Regions from separate parts of the Mus musculus genome. Here region 2 is linked to region 1. A link is a contact called in public HiChIP or PLAC-seq data. All regions are on one chromosome and are shown on one strand. Each heading gives the region's core, a stretch centred on a gene start, on an enhancer-like site or on the middle of the called end of the contact. The rest is flanking DNA. Distances are from core to core; before and after follow the strand shown.

The links. HiChIP or PLAC-seq counts read pairs in DNA pulled down with a chosen protein or histone mark.
Region 2: an H3K4me3 HiChIP or PLAC-seq map of the SCID.adh cell line shows a contact between it and region 1, with 12 read pairs. The contact joins the promoter of Dbr1 here to the enhancer-like site in region 1. A contact is called at or near these places in 4 of 39 promoter capture datasets (the 3T3-L1 cell line, the HPC-7 cell line, HPC-7-derived erythroid cells and 1 more), 7 of 115 datasets of contacts at active chromatin or transcription factors (the SCID.adh cell line, T-cell acute lymphoblastic leukemia, bone marrow-derived macrophages and 3 more) and 2 of 9 other capture datasets (adipose tissue and liver).

What each region holds. Positions count from the first base shown.
Region 1 is chr9:99,087,893-99,093,590 of GRCm38.p6, forward strand. It overlaps Pik3cb (phosphatidylinositol-4,5-bisphosphate 3-kinase catalytic subunit beta), which reads right to left. Exons shown (of 24, transcript NM_029094.3): 6 at 5,151-5,330; 7 at 2,258-2,428; 8 at 713-790. Among named protein-coding and RNA genes, the nearest start is that of Pik3cb, 49 kb to the right of the region's middle. Within about 2 kb of position 2,794, at least 53 of the 459 cell types and tissues checked have an H3K27ac peak or open chromatin away from gene starts, as enhancers often do. A contact at or near this core is called in the HPC-7 cell line, the SCID.adh cell line and bone marrow-derived macrophages, where this site is marked.
Region 2 is chr9:99,573,803-99,579,770 of GRCm38.p6, forward strand. It overlaps Dbr1 (debranching RNA lariats 1), which reads left to right and starts at 1,997. Exons shown (of 8, transcript NM_031403.3): 1 at 1,997-2,323; 2 at 2,774-2,898; 3 at 4,639-4,719; 4 at 5,555-5,640. The coding sequence starts at 2,127.

The DNA.
Region 1 (5,698 bases), core at 1,544-4,043:
CATGTGGGTGGTTATGTGTGTATGCACACATGTACATGTGTGAACTCACACATGCTCATGTATGTGCCTATGTGAATTCAAGCACACCATGAATACACAGGAGTCCACAGAAGTCAGAGAGTGTATTGGGTAATCTAGAACTAGAGTTACAAGTGGTTGTCAGCTGCTGAATCTGGGTCCTCTGCAATCTGGGTCCTTTGACACTGAGCCATCTCTCTTATCCTGTGACATACTTTTTAAATTGGAGAAACAATAAAAGCAGGGTATGGTGCCATATGCCTATAATCCCAGTACCTGGCAAGTAGGAGGCAGAAGATTAGGAGTCCAAGCAAGGTTATCTTTTTTGCAAGAATAAGTTTTAGGCCAATCTGACCTACATGAGAGCCTGTCTCAAAAAGGGGGGGGGGGGTGGGGAGGGGAAGAAAAAGAAAAGCAAACTCTAGGAGAACAGCCAGGATTACATACAAAAACTGTCTTTAAAAAGAGGAAGAAAAGCTGGGCAGTGGTGGCACATGCCTTTAATCCCAGCATTTGGGAGGCAGAGGCAGGGAAACCCTGTCTCAAAAAACCATTTAAAAAAAAAAAAAGCAAGGCAGATAGAATGCTCAATAGTTTTATAACAAGCTGCCAGACTCTACAAATGATAGCACAGAGTTCATGAATTATACAAATAAGTACTCAAGATCACTCAACTCTTTAAAAAAGTACTCACTTTCACAGTTTCTTCTGTATTAAGCTTATTTCCTTTAACCAAGGTAATTTGGAAAGGGTTGTTGTTGTCCCAGATATGCTGCAAAAGAACAAAATAAACACAGAGACTTTCAGTGGAAGGCATGACTATGACATGACAGCTGGGTAGCTACGCATGTCACCCTGACCAAAACTACAGTCATCTGAGGCAGGAACCTCAGTCAGGAAAATGTTTCCATAGGATCTGGCTGTAGGCCTGTGTAGCCTGTGGTGCTTTTCTAGATTGCTGTAGAAAGGTCCAGGCCATTGTGGGTAGTGCTGCCCCTGGGCTGGTGGTCATGGATTCTACAGGAAGGTAGGCTGAGCAAGGCATGGGGAGTAAGCATCCCTTCATGGATGGCATCAGCTCCTGCCAGCAGGTTCCTACCCCAGTGAACTATGACTCAGGATATGTAAGGATATAAACCCTTCCTCCTTAAGCTGCTCTTGGTTGTGGCACTGTATCACAATGGTAACCCTAACTAACCATGCAAGTCTCTCAGCTCCCACACAGCACAAGCTGTGAAAACTGCTCTGATCTAACAAGTAAGAATCAGGGGTATTTCCAGGAACAACGGAGCACACCTTTCATCCCAGAACTCCAGAGGCAGAGACAGATGGATCTCTAAGTTCCAGGAAAGTCTGGTCTACAACAAAGTGAGTTCTGGGATAGCTAGGGCTACACACAAAAAAAACCATCCTCTGCCAAAAATCATAAATATCAAATGAAGCACTACTAGCACTTGATTTTTGTGTCTGTTAATGCTAAGAAGTGAAGTGAGGGAGAGGCAGGCAGAGGGCAGGGGGACGTGTTGGAACCCATCTGTATTCCAGAACACAGGAAACTGAGACAGGATGATCATGATTGCCTTGGGTCTAAACAAGTTCCATGCCAGCCTGAACCCACAATGGAACACTGGTTTTAACTGCCTTAGTCACCCCAAAACTGTCCTAAAAGGTTAAGCTGATAGAAATGAAATATGCTGGGCTGGAAAGCTGGCTCAGTGGTTAAGAGCACTGAATGCTCTTCCAGAGGTCCTGAGTTCAATTCCCAGCAACCCATGATGACTCACAACCACTCCTAATGAGATCTGATGCCCCCTTCTGGTGTCTGAAGACAGTGACAGTGTACTCATATACATAAAATAAATAAAAATCTTTTACAAAAAGAAAAAGAAAAGAAATGAGATACACCGCTGGGGATTTCTAAGCCTCAAGTTGGGAACCAGAGCCACAAGCAAGGCTGAGAAAAAGAAACAACATAGAAATAGTCTGCCTATTCAGATATCTTGTGTCCTGTGTCTCAAGCTGATTAAGTATAATATCTAACCTGATAGTATTTGGTGAGAGGGCACTAAAAATACCATGCAGGAGAAGGCTATTTTTCAAGTAAATGGTGATGAGCTTTTGGCAAAGATGTTGATTGTCACAGAAGGAGAAGTGAGTAAAGGAAACAGGTCTGAGACTGAGAGCACAACTGAAAATCACATGGTTTTGGGGTTACCAAAGGCCGACACAGGAAACTTACAGAAATAACTCGCGTTTTCTTTGGTGGTAAAGGGAGAGGAAGGTTGGATGAGTTTCGGTTGATGGCAGCCTCTATGGCAATCATTTCTTGTTCATACATTTTCTTGATCTTACAACATTCCACAAGGATGAAGTGGGGCAGGGTTCTATTCATCACACAATTCCGGATGTACTGAAGTAGCAGGAGAGGCGAGGGTAGAGATTTACAGGCATCATTTAAATCAACAAAGAAAATTAATATGAACAGCACTACACTAAATGTACAGTATAGGTATATGTTACTCAACTTAGTATCAAGAATATAATCATTTAAAGTCACAACACAGGAAAGCTGGAGAGGCAGCAGCCCCTGGATGCTCCAGGGAATCCTGCAACCACCTCTGGCCTCTTTAGGCACTACATATACATGGTGCACATACGTCCACAAGGGCAAAACCCCCATACACGTAATATAAAAGTAAATGTAAAACTACAACACAGGAGTCAGTGAGCTGGCTCAGCAGGGAAAGGCACTAGTCACCAAGTCATCAAGTCACCAAGTCTGATGACTCATGTTCAGCCCTGACCTACGGTGGCAGGAGAGAAACTACTCCCAAAAGTTGTTCCCTGACCTCCACAAGCACACTCTGGTGCACACAACTACACATAGAACAAGTGAAAACGTTATAAGGTCACAGCACAGCACAGCAATGCTGATGCATCTTTGTGGTGTACTGCTGGGAAACTAAACCCAGGGGCCACAAGCTTGAGGTCAGTGTTAAGAAAACAGTAGCTCAGCTCAGTATGAGCAAGAGGCCCTGTCTCTGAAGACTACGGGCCAAGGATTGAATTCAGATCATTGCCTAGCAGGTGCAAGAAACCCTGTCCAATTGTTATCATCAAACAAGCCATCAACAGCAAAAACCCACATAAAACAGCCACTGTTAACTGAGTACCCAATTACCTAGGAATGGAGAGAGATACTTACATTGTGGTTATTCTTAATAACAGTCTTCAAGAGACCAAGTTCCATTTCACAGGTTGTGGCCATGAAAACCAGAAGAGCTAACTTAACACACCTCGTATCTCTAAGACCCAAATATAAATCTATTTATCTGATGCCCAAGTTACATGCTGGCCAATCAGCCAGGGATGGTCTAAGTCCAGAGGACGCCTGAGGTGGCCCTTTTGCAGCACAGGATTCTAGGCGAGCGCCACCAGCAGTTTACCCAGGAAAGACCTTCTGGTCTTTCAGTCTAATGTTTTATTTTCATAAAACCAGGAGGCTCCACAAAAGATAAACTAAAAAACAAACAGTGACCATTCCTACTTTTAAGATTACAAATATATATGTATAAATCCCATGAATTCCTGAAAATAAACTCCTTCTATAGATCCAAAGCTTGATCCAGCTTATTCTGTGCTAGCCTGATGGAGGATGTCTTGTGCAAGACGACAGACTGGGAGGAAGAGAAGGATCTCCAGGTTGCTCACCTGACACTTTTGCTTTCTTCTTCCTGCTCAGCTAGAGCTCAACTGCTCACTACCCCAGAGCTGTGCACATAAGCTGTCCTATCCTAGGCCCCCTCTTGAACAAGAGGACATGCCACAACTTTAACAGACAAGACAGTATAAAATTCTGTTACCTGTTAAATGCATCTCAACCCGTTTTCTCTTTGGACACTCGAAACAGGGATCGAATAGCCTGGCCTGGTTGTTGACTCCAGACCTCTTGCCTCTGCCTCTCCACTGCTAGGAGCATGAACATACTGCCACACTTGACTTCAAAACTTTCTTTTCTTACAGACATCACTCAATATGTGGCCCCTCCACACTCCTGACAAGAGCTAACTCACGTGTGTAGCTCAATAGCTGGAGGCTGGAGCAGGATTACATCCCTGTGGGCTATAGAGTAGAACCTTGGTCTCAAAAACCTAACACTACCACAAAATGGAACAGAATCCAACCAACCAACTAACCCACCTACCCTAGGCTTTAAACTGTTCTACTGATCTGTATGTAGCTTGGCCCCTTTTCAGTTACTGCTCCTATAACAACCACCTTTCAGTTTTCAAATCAATACAGTATTTTTTAAGTTCCTTGATGACAAATCCAAACCTTCTGGTGAAGAAATCTCAAGGTAATTAGATAGTGGGAAAAGCACATGCTCAAATTACAGAAGGGCCTGGGCTCAATACCCGAAACAACAACAGAAACAAAAAACTAAAAGAATCCTTTTCTTTTTAAAAGGTATTGTGTGTGTGTGTGTGTGTGTGTGTGTGTGTGTGTGTGTGTGTGTGTGTGTGTGTGTAATGCATGTGTGGGGGCTGTGGAGGTCAGAGGACAACTCTGTGGAGTCCGTTCCTTCTGTCTACCTGTACAGCAGTTCTTGGGAACAGACTCAGTCTCAGCAGGGCTCAGCAATCGCCTTTACTGCTAAGTCATCCTGTTAGCCCTTTAAAAAAAAACCTTTACTTTTTCTGTGAGATGCTTATAAGCATCTATTTCAACAAGTAGGGTTTTTTTTTTTTTAACACTTCCTCCAGAATCTAACTCTCAAATATGTTTATAAAAAACTAATAAGCAGCTATACATAACACAGTTAGGATCCCATGCTGCAGGAAAATAATGTGAAGCACTGAACTAATCCACTAGCAGAGTGTAAGAACGCAGACACAAACTCACACGTGCGATCACTGTCCAAAGCAAACATAACTTCGAGAAAAAAAACACTTGCCAAAACTTTAGTAACAATCACCTAGGAGCAGGGTCCAGTAACAGATGTTTATTATATAATTCTGTAAAGTTTTCTGTAGGTTCCAAATGGTCAGTCAGCTACAGGCACTTCCTTAAAGATCTGGAAGGTAAAGGCGCCTATGTACACTCCTGCAGTGACAGTCAGTCACTATACATACCTGGAACTGAATTAGTGGATGATCGCCAAACACATACTCCACTCTCCCACTGACCTGTAACACATAGTCACAGGGGCTAGCTTCATCTTCCTTTCCACGAATAGTGAGGCGTTTCTGGATTGCCAATTCATTTATTTTTATAGGATTCAAATTGGGAGACACTTGAAAACTAAATACATCCTAAAATGAGGGAAGGCAGAAATGTGATAAATTTTATATTTGCCGGGAAAACACAAGTGTGCTCAGATGTTCTATATGCTAAACATTTACACACTGATAATTTAAAAGTAATGTTATTGCATTCTGAGTATCACAGCTCTGAAGGTAAGATTGCTATTCAGCTAAAGTTGCTGGGCATAGTGGCATTCTCCTATAGTCCCAGAGTTTAGGCAGTAGAGCCAGAGGCTCAGGATCTGGGCCAGCCTGCAGAGGCTCAGGAGTTCTGGGCCAGCCTGGATACTTTGGATACTGGGCTTATTCTTTGGTTTGGAGTCTTTGCTAATAGGAATATTTACTGGTCATTTAAAAAATATTTTATCCAAGGAGAC
Region 2 (5,968 bases), core at 747-3,246, 490 kb after region 1:
CTGGCATTTTGTACCAGTAGCCAAGGAATATCTAATGTTTTGAGGCATGGTTCTAAAGGAATATATACACAAAATGAAAAAAAAATTCTATGTAAAGAATCTAGAAGGAAGTAGTTTGTATAAGTTAAAAATGAAAGCCTACTTCAGGTTCAGGCCGGTCTGATCTACATAGTTCCAGGCCAATCAGAGATACATAAAAAGATCCTGTCTCCAAAGAAAAGAAGAGAAAAGGAAAGGAAAGGAAAATTGGAAGGAACAAACAGAACAGACGCAAAAAAGAGTAGAGTCTGACTTATAAAATTGTATAACCTTGATTAGATCGTCTTTTCTGAGACATTTCTCTGTATGGTTTTGTCTTTCTTTCTTTTTCTTTTTTCTTTCTTGGTTTTATGGGACAGGGCTTCTCCATGCATCAGTCCCAGCTGTCAAATTTTTTTGTTTGTTTTGTTTTTCGAGACAGGATTTCTCTGTGTAGCCCTGGCTGTCCTGGAACTCACTTTGTAGACCAGGCTGGCCTCAAACTCCCGAGTAATGGGATTAAAGGCGAGCACCACCACGCCCGGCTAGCCCCAGCTGTCTTAATTCACTTTATAGACCATGCTGACCACACTGGCCAGGGATCTGCTTGCTTATTTCTGGAATACAAGGATTAAAGGCAGAGCCACCATCCCCTCCCTCCCCCTGCCACGCCCCCAGCCTAGATTGTATTTAACTGATTAAATTTTTCAGTTGTTTAAATGTATACTTCTCTGTTGAGAGGCCAAATCTTGTAAGTTCAGACTCCATTTTAGAGAACCTGGCCAAAGTTTGAACTCAGACAAACTAACCAACATAACACTAGTTTCCAAGTTACCCCTCAACAAGACCAGCGTCCCCAGGTTATTACCCCAACATATCTGCACCCCCAGGTTACGAGGCCACCCCCTGCCTAACGACCACTAATGCAGAGGGAAGCAGAAATTAAGTTTATGATATGACTCCCAGCACCAGCCAATTGTGTTAAAGGCCATGGTAGCTCTCGAATTAGATGCTTAACTACCACCACTACCACATCCCACCCTCTGCTTGTAGCTTTCTATAAAGTCTTGTCCCCACTGACATTCGGGGTACACCAAAAACTGTGCTGTGTGTTGGTGGCGAGCCACAGCGAGCTGGGATAGAATAAAGACCGTGCTATGAGTTACATCAGATGGGCTCCTGCCTGGTTTTGGGGGATCGCTAACACTTTCGTGGCGCTACAACTGTATGCCCTTGATTAGATTTCCTTTACTGGCTTTCTTCTTTGCCATTCATTCTTCCTTGATTAGTCGCCACCTTTTCTCTCCAGAAGTTTTCGAGATATTTAACCTTTCATTCATCTTGCGTTACAGTTAGGCAAACAATTTGGTAGGAAAATACCCATTCCCCTTAGTCAAAAATAATTTTAGAAATTCCCCCCGGGAGGGTTGGTGTATAGTTTTAAAATAATCAGTAAGCTTCAACGTTGCATTTAAATTTTAATGTCATCATTAAAACCTCTTTTTACTTTCTAATTCATTTTTAAGGCAATCATCGTTGCCAGGGAGAGATTTGCTCTAGGGAATTAATTGCTCAATCGCTCCTGCTCACTTGCTTACCTTGATTTTTTTTTTTTGGTTTTTCGAGACAGAGTTTCTCTGTAGCCTTGGCTGTCCTGGAACTCACTTTGTAGACCAGGAAGGCCTCGAACTCAGAAATCCGCCTGCCTCTGCCTCCCAAGTGCTGGGATTAAAGGCGTGCGCCACCACGCCCGGCTGCTTACCTTGATTTTACTAAATTCAATCCCTATTCTTGGAGATTTTATTTCTTTTTCTAGTTTTAAACAATGTAACCCACTAGATTGCTAGCACGCAAGGGATCACGAAGACAGACAGGGTCTCCATTAAACAAGTTCAAAGTTTCCCCCCTCCGGCTTGACCGGGCCCTTCCCGTTCCCTCTCTCGCGAGACTTGGAAGCCGGAAGTTACATAAAGGACTCGAAACTCAGCCGCGGCTCGGTTGGTGTTGGCGGGAGCCGGGTGGGCCGGCTGCCTGGTGTTCTTTGCTGTGCGACCCGGGCTGCAGGTGCTCCGGGGTGTTGCTGTTGAGTTCCGCGGCCCAACGTCACGATGAGGGTGGCCGTGGCCGGCTGCTGCCACGGCGAGCTGGACAAGATCTACGAGACTCTGGCGCTGGCGGAGCGGCGCGGCTCGGGACCCGTGGATCTCCTTCTGTGCTGCGGCGACTTCCAGGCGGTGCGCAACGAGGCCGACCTGCGCTGCATGGCCGTGCCGCCCAAGTACCGTCACATGCAGACCTTCTACAGGTGAGGGGCGCGCGGCCGGTCCTCGCGTGGGGTTCCAGGTCCTGCTGCCGCAGATCGCGATGTCTGTTGGACCCGGAGCTTAGGAAATGGCCCTGGCCTCCTCCTCTCTGTACACACCTGGCTCTTCTTCCCAGGGACCCGGGGTGACACCAGCAGGTTTAGATACTTTGGATTTGCTAGAACACGATGGTTAGTTGATTTAATGATCTGGTTTTCCCGTGACCTGCTGTGTGCTAGTCTGGGTTCTAGAAGCCCAGACTTGCACTTCACAAAGTTCTTGATCTCAATGAATGTGTGCTCGACACTCAAGATTTAATTTATTCTTAAGGGCAGGGATGGGAAGATAGTGGGGACCGTTTGATCGTTTTTGAGCTCGGCCTTTTCCTTCTGACCTCTTGCTTTTTTGTGTTTAGTTTGGTTCCTGACAGCTTTATTACCGTTATGTTGTAGATATTACTCTGGAGAGAAAAAGGCCCCGGTTCTCACCATCTTCATTGGAGGAAACCATGAAGCCTCAAACCATTTGCAAGAGTTACCCTATGGTGGCTGGGTAGCGCCGAATATTTATTATTTAGGTATGTGTTTATGTGCACTTTTTTTGGTCTTGTCAGAATCTGTACCAGCTGGGCAGCTTCTAGAAGACATGTGGTGAATGCCATTAACTTAAATAATCATGAGAATTGAGTTAAAATAGTTATTAAATGGCCAGTCATGAACATACATCCATTTTCTTCTAGAGGTTTAAATAATAGCTAATATGATGACAAGTTTTTTTTTTTGTAGTCTCTTTGCTTTTTTCTTATTGCATTAAACTTTATAATGGAAAATGCTAAACATACATAAAAATACCGAGTAGTTTAATAAATTTCTTTACTTGTTAACCTCAACTCCTATTACTTTGTTCTACTCCCATATTTAAATATCCAGTATTGTTTAAACTTTTCCTGAGGGAGATGGCTGGGATGCCTTAAAGCAAATCCTAACCACTGGGTTATTTCATTTGTGGATTTTTAAGTACATGACTCCCCCTACCCCAAGATGTATTTATTTATCTACCGTGTATACAGTGTTCTGAGTGCATATGTGCCTACAGAGCACCAGATCCCATTATAGATGGTTAGAAGCCACCATGTGGTGCTGGGAATTGAACTCGGGACCTGTGGAAAAGCATCCAGTGCTCTGAGCCATCTCTCCAGCCCCTAAGTACATGACTTTCGAGTGATAGATTTTTTTTAGACACACGTAGTTCTGGTGCCATTTTATACCTAACTATAGTGAGTTAGTCCTTCTCTCGTGCCTTGTCCATACGCATTTCTCTGCATGTCTCAGTTACCGGATCTACAAATGACTTGCTCAGGTAGGATCCAAATATTTGGTGTTCAGGGCTCTGCCTCTTAGACTCTTTATCCTTCCTTCCCTTGTTTCTGTTTTCTGTTTCCTCTATGGTTTGTGTGTTGTAGGCAGTGAGGTTGATTGCCCTGTAGCATTTCCTGGGCTCTGGATTTAGCTGACTGGATTTACTATGATATCACTTGAAGTGTTCCTTTTGTTTTTCATCTTTTAAAGTTTGCAGGTCTTTTATCTCTTTATATAAGTGATTGTTTCTAGAATAATGTTCAAGTTTTTCTAGTGATGAAATCTTAACTTTGGGAATTTTGTTTCTCTGTCATTACTGATTTGCCATCTTTCAACAATCTCAGTATTATGAAGAGATGAATTTGGGCTGGGCATGTTTTTAATTCCAACACTGTAGCGGCAGAGGCAGGCTGATCTCTAGGAGTTTTGAGGCCAGCCAGGTCTATGGAGTGAATTCCAGGTCATCCAGAACTGCATCATAAGACCTGTCTCAAACAAATGAAAAGACAAGGTGGGATTGTCAGTTGAGTTGAAAATGAAAATGTAGAAATGCAGTGCTCTTTGGACATTACACCTGCTGACTTGACTCCCACTGTGTAAGGCCATCACAGGACATTGTCCTTCCCCTTCACTTTCTCCCACATAATTGCATGTTCAGCTGGGTACCACAGTACACTGTTAGGTATCACCATGCACTGTTAGGTACCACAGTTCACTGTTTGCTTTTAACATCCTGTCTCTTCATCCTTTTAGAATCCACTTAGTTTCTTGTCTGATTGGTTCCAGGCCTACTCTGCCTTGTGGATCATCAGCATATAACAGTGTGTGAAGAGGGATGGCAAATACTTTCAAATGATTTAAGGACCGCATAGAATTTCAGGCTTCTAAAAGATTTCTTTTCTTTTCTTAGTAGATTCTTTTTTGCTTAAACCGTTTTACTAAAATGCATAATTTTTCAGGCTTGGCTGGTGTTGTCAAATACCGAGGAGTAAGGATTGGTGGCATCTCTGGCATATTTAAATCTCATGATTATAGAAAAGGTATTGTTCTGACGGGATTACTTTTATAGTTTAGAGCTTGCATGCCCTCTAGTAAAATAACCAAAATTTATAGTTTGACTTATTCATCAGATTCCTTCTGTAAATGATATTATTCTTAATTTTTTATTATAAGTATTTTATGGACAGGAAAATGTAGATGCTATATAGTATATCTATGTGTCCATGATCTAGTTTTATTAGAATTTTTTCAGGGTTTGCCATTTTAATTTTGACTTTTAAGAAATACAACAGTATAGGTATAGTAGAAGTTCACTGACTTGACTGTCGGATTCCTCTTCTTCCCCCTCTGGTAGCCAGGGAATCGCAGTTTCCAGCTTGGTGTTTATCATTCACTTGGTTATTTCATGTCACTGCCGAGTACACAGGGTTCAGTGTGTTTCCACCTTGTGTAAATGTGTTGCGTTGCTTGCATCTTTTTGCAGCTTACTTGCTGCTTTAACGAGTTTCTGAAGTCCAGGTCATTACTTACCTGTAATCTGCTCATTTGTCTGTAGATAGTAGTTCATTGTTTAGACACACCGCAGTTACCTTTCATTTCACAGTATCTAAGTGGTTTTTGGTTAGAGCAGTGGCTTACATTCATATAGATTTCACAAATTTCCTGAGTTAAATTGACAACTAAAGTGTACATATTTAATGTAACTGTTAATTGAAAGTCTACTTCCTCATCCTTGCCCCTCTGCTCTCCATGCTAATCTGTTGGCATGGACTCCACACATGGGCGGGCTCTGTGTTCCATGGGCTGTGTGAATGCGAATTGGGAATCTCTTTTGGAAAGACAATGGTCATATGGTTTATTTCTCTTCAATTTAAGGTCATTTTGAGTGCCCCCCTTATAATTCATCTACCATAAGGAGTATATATCATGTGAGAAATATAGAGGTCTACAAATTAAAACAGGTATGTGAAAAGTATATAACAGTGATTTGAAGTAAATTTAAATTTGTAGAATGTTTGATTATATTGACTTGCAATATTTGACTACTACCACTTTAGTGTTTCTAAAATACAGTTTGGATAGGTTTTTGGAGGTTCACAGTTGAACAAATTTTAATTTTTTTTTTTTTTGGTTTTTTGAGACAGGGTTTCTCTGTATAGCCCTGGCTGTCCTGGAACTCACTCTGTAGACCAGGCTGGCCTCAAACTCATAGATTTTAATTTTTAATGGTTAAAACTTTATTGTAACAAACAGTTGTAATTTAATTTGTGATTGCACAAATTATACTTA